3 separate regions of the Zea mays genome follow, and regions 1 and 2 are each linked to region 3. Evidence: chromatin contacts called from public Hi-C data. All regions are on one chromosome and are shown on one strand. The core of a region is the stretch at or near the end of the contact, and the rest is flanking DNA. Distances in the headings are between cores, read along the strand shown.

Region 1 (2,799 bases), core at 188-2,687, 150 kb after region 3:
CCAAACGGTGGGACTAAAACATGGACTAAACTGTTTTAGTCTCTAGTTCCTCAAGGGATGACTGAAAGAGACTAAAACCATATAAATTCCACAATTTATATCTTCTTTATTTTGCACTAATAATAGAAGAATACTAAGGAGTATTTTGGTTATCTTATGATTTATTTAATGTATTTTGGATAGTTTTAGTTTATAGAAACAAATATGGTAAGAACTAAATTTTAATTTCCTAACTAAACTTTAATCCATGTACTAAAGAAACCAAACGTCCCCAAGTTGGAACACGACTCTCCGGCCGACCAATGTCCTAGAGCTTGACGCTCCGCGCCGCTGCCTCCTCCCTCCCTGTGCTGCGGTTGCGGCGCGCAGTGATGAAACGCCCCGAGGCAGGCAATAGTCGTTCGCGCCCCGAGGCCGACCGCGGCTGAGATGGGATCGCATCTTTTCGTTAACTTTTACTCTGACGATTCCTGCGGAGGGCGCTGCACCGTTCTGACGCCGTGCGTGTTGGTCGAAATGGACAAAAATTTAAAAATCCAAGCGGCCTAATAAATTAGTCTGTACTAGCGATTACTTTTTTGACCACTTTGTCCTCTTGCGGTGCGAAAGATAAAAGGTGGAAGGCATGTCGGGGGGAAAAACGAGAATAAAAGTACAGATGGGCAAATATACTCGAGTTCGATCAAATATAAAAATATCAATATATATGATATGCAATTGATATCATTAGATAGACCATTGAATATATCTCTATAATAAATTTATCACAAATACTTTCTTTATCGTAAAATAGTCCCCGATCTTCTTTATACGAGTCAACTACGTGTAATATTGATGAAATATATACAAGCTATTAATATTATTAGATTAGATAGCCAGTAACTACTTCAAGACCATGCAAATATTTCTATAGGTTTAAGCTAAACACGTTTTGACAGCGAGATAAAAAAATGGACCGATGGAGAGTAGATTCTGCAGTTACGGTAAGACGGGGCTCCGACAAACATCACGGCATCCAATCACGTGACATCACATCATATCCAAATTCATGCGGGACGACTGTGCATGAGCTGTAGCATGCCACGCAAACTCCAGTAGGATACGAGAGCAATGAATGGGTTTTCCATGTGGCATGTGCGATGCCATCACCCTTGATGCACGGCACACCTTCTACCGACTGCTGGGCCTGGGCCTGGGCCCCGCTACGAATATACTAGTTGTGGCGAGAAGTCGCTCACGCACGAGCGCCAGCTGGTTCGGATAAAGCGGGGAGCCCCGCGACACAAGTAAACACTGACGAGTCTGTATTTATCAGAACAGTATTTTGAGATTTAAAAAAACGTAGCAAAATTTACTGACACGGTGGGACCTGCCGCGCGACCGTGGCAGCGGCTATATATAAGGCGGCGGCCTGTCTAGTAAAGCGCGTGCCCAGTGTCTGACAACGCGCCCCAACCCCAACCCCAACCCAGCGGTCCCAGTCCCCCCTCCGTTCTCTCTGCACTCTGCAGCTGCCGGTGCCGGCCATGGCGCGCGCCCCGAGCTCGTGGACGCCGTCCCTCGCCATGGTGCTCCTCGTCGTGGCCGCCGCGGCCGTGGTCGCGTCGTCGGAGGCGGCCAGGGTGCCCGCCGCCGTCGGCAACTGGACGGGGGAGGAGCTGCGCGGGGCCGCGGCGAGGCGGGGCGGCCGGCGCTCCCGGCGCCGCGCGTTCGAGAACGGCCTCGGCCGGACGCCGCAGATGGGGTACGTACACACTCGCCGCCAGCCCGCCATCGCTTGCAGCGCAGCGCTGCTGCTATACCTTCCTCCGCCGGCCGCGCGCGGCGCCATTACCGCCGTAGCTGCACCTCCTCTTCGTTCCCGGTTGCGTTTTTTTTGTTTGTTTGTTTGTTGCCGCGCCATCGTCGTGGCGTGGGCTGTGGTGCCCTGCCCGCCCAGTTGATCTCTGCACGCGCCCACAAATGGCACCACCAACAAACAGTCGAGCAGCACCAAACGAGTTTGTAATCAAACAAACGAATAAATAAATAGATCCAGGGAAGAAGAAAAAAAAGGGAACGTAGACGCTGGACGGTGCTCGGGCGGAGGCACCGAGGGGAACCGAGACGAGATGAACTCTTTTGGGCGCGTGGTGAGGGAGGGAGTCAGGGAGGGAACGGACATGTCCTTGGCTTGCGTCGGAAGCGAGACGGGGTCAGGGCCGCCGTCAGGGTCAGTCGGCGTCCCGTTCGCCGCGCTCAGCGTCGGCAGACTTTTGCTGCTTCGTGTTTGTTGGCTTTCATTCTCCGTTGCCTTCCTGAGTCCTGACCCAGCGTTTAATAAAGCCACTACTTTTGTTCCTTGCCTTCCGGCATGGCTCAACTCGCGCGCGCCCCCTTCTTGCTCCGTGGCGTTTGGGGCGATAGATTCATCATTCGTTTTGGCTCTGGCATGCGTGAGCGGCACGATTACTTTGCATGCTACTACTGTAATGTACACTGGTCAGATAACCTAGCTCTCTATAGCTAGGAGGACGCGGTCGAGGTGTGGGTGTGGTGGTCCTTTATGTGTCTTTTCTCTAGTCCTTGACGGCAACTGGGACATCCGTCCCTTTAATTTTGAGAGTGAAACCTTTTTTTTTGCCCCCCTCATTTTCCGAAAGAAAAGCAAACATTGACCTTTTGGGTCTCCGTTGTGGTGTGCAGGTGGAATAGCTGGAACCACTTCGGCTGCGGGATCAACGAGAACCTCATCAAGCAGACAGGTACGCACGCCTGCCTGCCTGCCCCACCCACTCCGCGTCTCCATCCGCAACTCCG
Region 2 (2,835 bases), core at 120-2,619, 150 kb before region 3:
ATCAAGTTGGTAGGACGAAGCGGGGCGATTGAGATTTACTACCACCTTACGCTTATAAGCGACTAAAGCGTGAGGTGAGGTGACACCTTAAGAATTTAAGAAAACTTAATGCACACAAGCACATGTGCCAGCTGGGGAAAAAACAAGAGCACCGAGAAGCACACCTGGCATACAAGTCACAGAGCTCTGCTTTGAAGGCGTCATCCTGTGTGCTAACTCCATATCTAAAATTAAAATTGCACATTATAAGAATATATGAAGAGGAGCAACAGCAACATCAATAATTAGCCTCCAAAAGAGATAACGGGAACTGATTATGCAATTTAGATTCCCAAGAAACCAAAAAAAAACTTACAAATATGGAAATTGTATATAACTTCTTTTAACATACATGTAACTAGCTAAACCAAAATTTACTTGCATTCCAACAATCAATGGGACTATGGGGGAACCAAATAAACAAGCGTGCAAGAATTATTGGAAATGGAGTGGGGAGACAAGTGCGTATCACAATAAAAGGCTGAGCTAATCACAGTACTATATTATGTCTGCAAGTACTAATATTTAGTTCATGAGCAAAATAAAAACCTCAACTAAGGGGCACTTCATTGGATCCAGGTAGCTCACTACCAAATATAAGAATAACGTCAATGCTGCAACAAGACTACCAGGAGGCAACACAGCAGTAGCTCGAACCATTTCACCAATAAACTCAATGCTGCAACAAGACACGAGAGCTACTCACTTCTTCGCGATTGCCTCCACCTCGCCGTTGTCCAGGTTGGTGGGGTCGTCGTGGCCCGCGACGTAATTGTGCAGCCCCACGGCGGCGACCTCTGGGACCACGGAGTTCACCGCAGCTGCTCCCGCCACGCTGGCCGCGCAGAGCACTGCCGCCCCCGCCACCGCCACGGCGCGCGACCCGCCACCCGCGCGGAGCCCGATGCCGTATCCCGCCGCCACGGCTGCCGCGGCGACGGCCAGTTCCGCCGCCGTCCGCGCTGCGGGCGGCAGCGCCTCCACCAGCGGCTGGATGCCCGTTAGCTCCCGCCGCGCGCCGAACACCTCCTCGCCAGGGGAAGTCTCGCCCGCGTCAGCGGCAGCCGCGCGGAGCCGGAGCCGGAGCCGCAGCGCCGCCGCTGCGGTCCTCCGCGGCGGGAAGCGGAGGAGCGGGAATGGTTTAAGCGGCGAGAAGATAAGTGGCGGGAAGGCCCCCGCCGCCCGAGGCGAGGGCTTCGCGGAGGCGAGCGCCAGCTCCATGCCCGGTAGAGATCCCTGCTGCCTCTGCGGACGGGGGTGGGGACACCTCCTCCTCGGCGGCGGCAGGGCCGGTGGGGTAGGGTGGGATGTGATGGATTGGGGAGGGTGGCGGACGAGGTGGAAGAGGAGGGGGGCGCGGCGAGGGCAGCGGATAGCGTTGGGATGGGGTGGGGGATTGGTGCGGCGGGGCGAGGGGCGGCTGGACCAACACAAGGGTTTGCCTTGCCGCTTGCGCGGGCGCGGCCGTGATCCCTCGCCTATTTCAGACGTTTTCTCCTCTCGTTCCGTGGTACATGGTCGACTGCTCGCTTTGCTGGCTCCTGGCCTGGCTGCGGTCGCGCGCCACGACTGGGAACATGGCCGTACTCACGGAACTCAATGCCTTAAAATTAAAATCTGTTGTTCTACTACTATATATATAATAATATACCGTGATTTCGGATCATAATAATAATAATAATGGTTGCTGTGCGTTTCTTTATCTTTAACAAATTTAACAAAAATAAATATCTCTTGTGTTCGTTTACCAGATCGCGGAGATCAGCATGTGATTGTCCATTTGTCCTTACTAAACCAAAACAAAGGCAGGTCGCTTCTCCTTCTGAACTTATCTCACGTCCTAGGTCATCCTTCGACAGTCGGCCAATAAAGCCCAATAAGTAATAATTCTCACCACGGACGCAGACGCATGCACCGCAGTCCACACTAAGGCTATCTCTAGCCAAGCATGAATAGACATGTTTTTGCACTATAGATTGTATTATTTATATAGTAGAGTTTAAAATAGTGAGTGAAATAGAAAATGAGATAGATAAGCTGCTAGATATAGCTTGAGCAACTCCAAAGTCTTTAAAAAATCTCCCCTAAAACTATGTATTAAGGGTTTTCCTAAAATTGTTTTCCCCTCAAAATGGTATCATCTCACAACAGTTCCCCAGTACATTAGAGTTGATTGAGTTGCCTCGGAACTCATCATGTGATCAGCTTATGTTATTCTGAATACCTGAACACAATATTATCTTCCAAACACAATCATATTTCGTGCTTGACGAATGAGGTTTAGTATTCCATTTGTGCTCAACAAAAACAAGCATCGCTTATTGTGTTAACTGCAAGTTACTGAATAGAAAGCATCAGTAATCTACAAGTGTTAATGATAATTTTTTAGTCAAGCCATCGGTTATTCTAGGAAGACACACATTGATTTTGGACTGACTACCTCTTTTTTTTAAAAAATCTAGACCTGATTATCATCGTATTCTCATGTTATTGTGTTCCCAGTTTCATGGTAAGAATCGTAGCAATGACTACAACACTCCATGAATATATGATAGATACAGTATAGTTAGGGACTAGAGTAACTAAGCATTAGATTCATACCAGCATGTTCAAAGGCTGCATAGGGGGGCGCTGCAAGGGTATTGCTCCACCAGTGAATCTGAATCTTCGCCGCCAGGGCTGCCATCGGAGGACATGGAGGTCCTTGTCAGCGGCAGCGCTCTGGAAACTTAGGGGGTGTTTGGTTTGAGGAATTACTCCATCCAAAATGTGGTGGTGCATTATGGATTCATTTCT
Region 3 (2,805 bases), core at 6-2,505:
TGAATTGTTGATATTAGGAGTATATTTACCTTTTCTTCATATAGTTTAACTTTTTTCATAACGACATTTCCATGTGTACCTCTTTATGCAAATTTTATCTATGTTTTTCTTCTTATTTTTTAATCAACATGCCCCCTTATTTTGCTGAAATCAATCGTTATGTTGTTCAAATCTGAGTATACGCCTAAGTGTTCACTGCTTTCAAATAAACTGATGCAGTTCAAATATTAGTATACGCCTCCCAGCATGGTGTCAAATAAATGTGGGGCGATTGCTGGTTGATTCGTGTCCCAAGTGTAGATGAATGTTCTTGTAGATATGTTGTTGCTGCATCAGCTGGGAATGTATTGGAGCCTGGGTTTTGCAGCTAGGATTACTATACCAGAGAAGTAAAATTATTTCACGTATATTAATATAACATGTTGAGCCCGTAGCAACGCACGAGCATATACCTAGTAATTGATGAAGAGTGAAGATATTGCACCGTAACAACGTGTTTCATATGTTATTTATCTTTATATATTTTTTAAGGCATGTTTGGTTTGTGCCTAAATGTGCCACACTTTGCCTAAGGTTAGTCGTTCGAATTGAATAACTAACCTTAGGCAGAAAAGTTAGATAAAGTGTGGCAATTGAGGTAACAAACCAAACATGCCCTTAGCTTCTCAACTATGTTCTTTTTTATTTTACTTTGTTAGATTTTGTTCGTTTTGCTTTCAATTCATATGGATTTAGTGAGATTAGGCGAGTTTTAATTCTAAACAAGTCAAAATCTTTTATATTTTTTCTAATTTTATCCAATACACAGGGATAGGAATAATGGAACAAGCTCTTGTGGTTATGACACGGTGGTTATGAATGCTGGATCCGCCGCTGCGAGCAAGAGCTGCAGACCCTCACATCCAATCCAACACATGCAGGCCCGTGCTGGCCGTTCCATGCATGGCGAGCCGTAAGCTCACAGTGTTGTCTGCTTCTGTCTCTCCAAGCTCAAGACAACGGATTCTTGCATATGTATCCGTAGACCGCAGGGAAAACGTACACGTACTCGCCGTAATGTGCCCGTGACCTGGCAATCTGGAACGCGGACCCCGCGGATAGAGACGAACAAGGCCCGCACCAGCGCGTAGCATGGACGGGCGCGGCACCCTGAGAGTGAGACGTGCCGCCCAGCTGCCCCGCGGCGCCCATACGTGGCGCGGCGCCGCGCGCGGCTCGGCCACGTTATAAGCCGCGCGCGCTGGCCGTCGCCGCAGCTCCTGACTGACTGCCCGCTCGTCTGTTTGAAACGAAGGAGGAGGTACGCACGCCGCTACTGCAAGCTAGCTAGCAAGAAGAGGCCGCTAGCAGGGGTTTGGCTTGGTTTTTGGCGGACGACATGAGCACGGCCACGGGCGTGCGGGCGGGGCGGCGGTTCACGGTGGGACGGAGCGAGGACGCCACGCACCCGGACACCATCCGCGCCGCCATCTCCGAGTTCATCGCCACCGCCATCTTCGTCTTCGCCGCCGAGGGATCCGTCCTCTCGCTCGGTACGTACTGACGCATGCTTCACCGTCCGCGCCAACCTCTCGCACCGCACCACACTGCATGCATATATGCAGATGGAGACGACGATGTGCATGCGCGCGGGGTTCGTCATTTGTTTGCTTGCGTGCAGGGAAGATGTACCACGACCACAGCACGATCAGCACGGCGGGCGGGCTGGTGGCAGTGGCGCTGGCGCACGCGCTGGGTCTGGCCGTGGCGGTGGCGGTGGCCGTCAACGTCTCGGGCGGGCACGTGAACCCGGCCGTCACCTTCGGCGCGCTCGTCGGCGGCCGCGTCTCCCTCGTCCGCGCGGTCCTCTACTGGGCCGCGCAGCTGCTGGGCGCCGTCGCCGCGACGCTCCTGCTGCGGCTCGCCACGGGGGGCGCGCGCCCGCCGGGGTTCGCGCTCGCGTCCGGGGTCGGCGACGGGCACGCCGTGCTGCTGGAGGCCGTCATGACGTTCGGCCTCGTGTACGCCTACTACGCCACGGTGGTCGACCCGAAGCGGGGCCACCTGGGCACCATCGCGCCGCTGGCCGTGGGTTTCCTGCTCGGCGCCAACGTGCTGGCGGGCGGGCCCTTCGACGGCGCCGGGATGAACCCGGCGCGGGTCTTCGGCCCGGCGCTCGTCGGGTGGCGGTGGAGGCACCACTGGGTTTACTGGCTGGGCCCCTTCCTCGGCGCGGGGCTCGCAGGGCTGGTGTACGAGTACCTGCTTATCCCGCCCGCCGACGCCGTGCCGCACACGCACCAGCCGCTCGCGCCAGAGGACTACTAGCTAGTCGGCCGGCGCCGGCGCCGGCGCGGCGGCGTCTCCTTAGTTGGGCCGTGTCCTGTTGTCAAATTTTTTTATGCATGTGTTGGAAATTATATTGTGGTGTCTTGTGATGGTTAATAATGAGGGGCATAGGGTACGTACTTGTTGATCGCCCCAGCGTTGGACACGGTTAATCAGGTGATATGCGTCTCTACTAATTACTATGTGTATGTAATAAATTCCAGGTACAAAATGCAGGATTTGTCTCGTATGAGTCGTATCATAGTAGAGACCAAACGCGCGGACTGTGTGCCTACCTTTTTTTTTTTTTTGAGTGCCTACTATTCTGATCTAGTTGGATCATATATTGCATTAGGGTTGCTCTGATCTACAAAAATGCATTAGCTTTGCTCTGATATATACAGTACATTTGTGTTGTTGTGTCTAACGAGCTAGCCCAAAAGCTTGAAATCGGAGGTATAGCCCAGATTGGTGGTGGGTATGGTTCAGGACGGCACA

What was found. Hi-C and Micro-C count contacts between places; a contact is called where the count stands out from the background.
Region 1: a contact with region 3 is called in a Hi-C map of leaf, with 5 times the contacts expected there. The contact joins the promoter of LOC100274554 here to the promoter of LOC541912 in region 3. A contact is called at or near these places in 7 of 25 Hi-C or Micro-C datasets (bundle sheath, ear, endosperm and 3 more).
Region 2: a contact with region 3 is called in a Hi-C map of ear, with 3 times the contacts expected there. The contact joins the promoter of LOC100273973 here to the promoter of LOC541912 in region 3. A contact is called at or near these places in 10 of 25 Hi-C or Micro-C datasets (bundle sheath, ear, endosperm and 4 more) and 1 of 3 datasets of contacts at active chromatin or transcription factors (leaf).

What each region holds. Positions count from the first base shown.
Region 1 is chr1:233,759,336-233,762,134 of Zm-B73-REFERENCE-NAM-5.0, reverse strand. It overlaps LOC100274554, which reads left to right and starts at 1,437. Exons shown (of 15, transcript NM_001148909.1): 1 at 1,437-1,744; 2 at 2,686-2,744. The coding sequence starts at 1,527.
Region 2 is chr1:234,059,833-234,062,667 of Zm-B73-REFERENCE-NAM-5.0, reverse strand. LOC100273973 reads right to left here and starts at 1,369. Exons shown (of 15, transcript NM_001360507.1): 1 at 746-1,369; 2 at 165-224. The coding sequence starts at 1,260.
Region 3 is chr1:233,908,253-233,911,057 of Zm-B73-REFERENCE-NAM-5.0, reverse strand. LOC541912 (tonoplast intrinsic protein 3) reads left to right here and starts at 1,255. Exons shown (of 2, transcript NM_001111575.2): 1 at 1,255-1,532; 2 at 1,661-2,539. The coding sequence starts at 1,379. The coding sequence ends at 2,307. It also overlaps the pseudogene LOC103643418.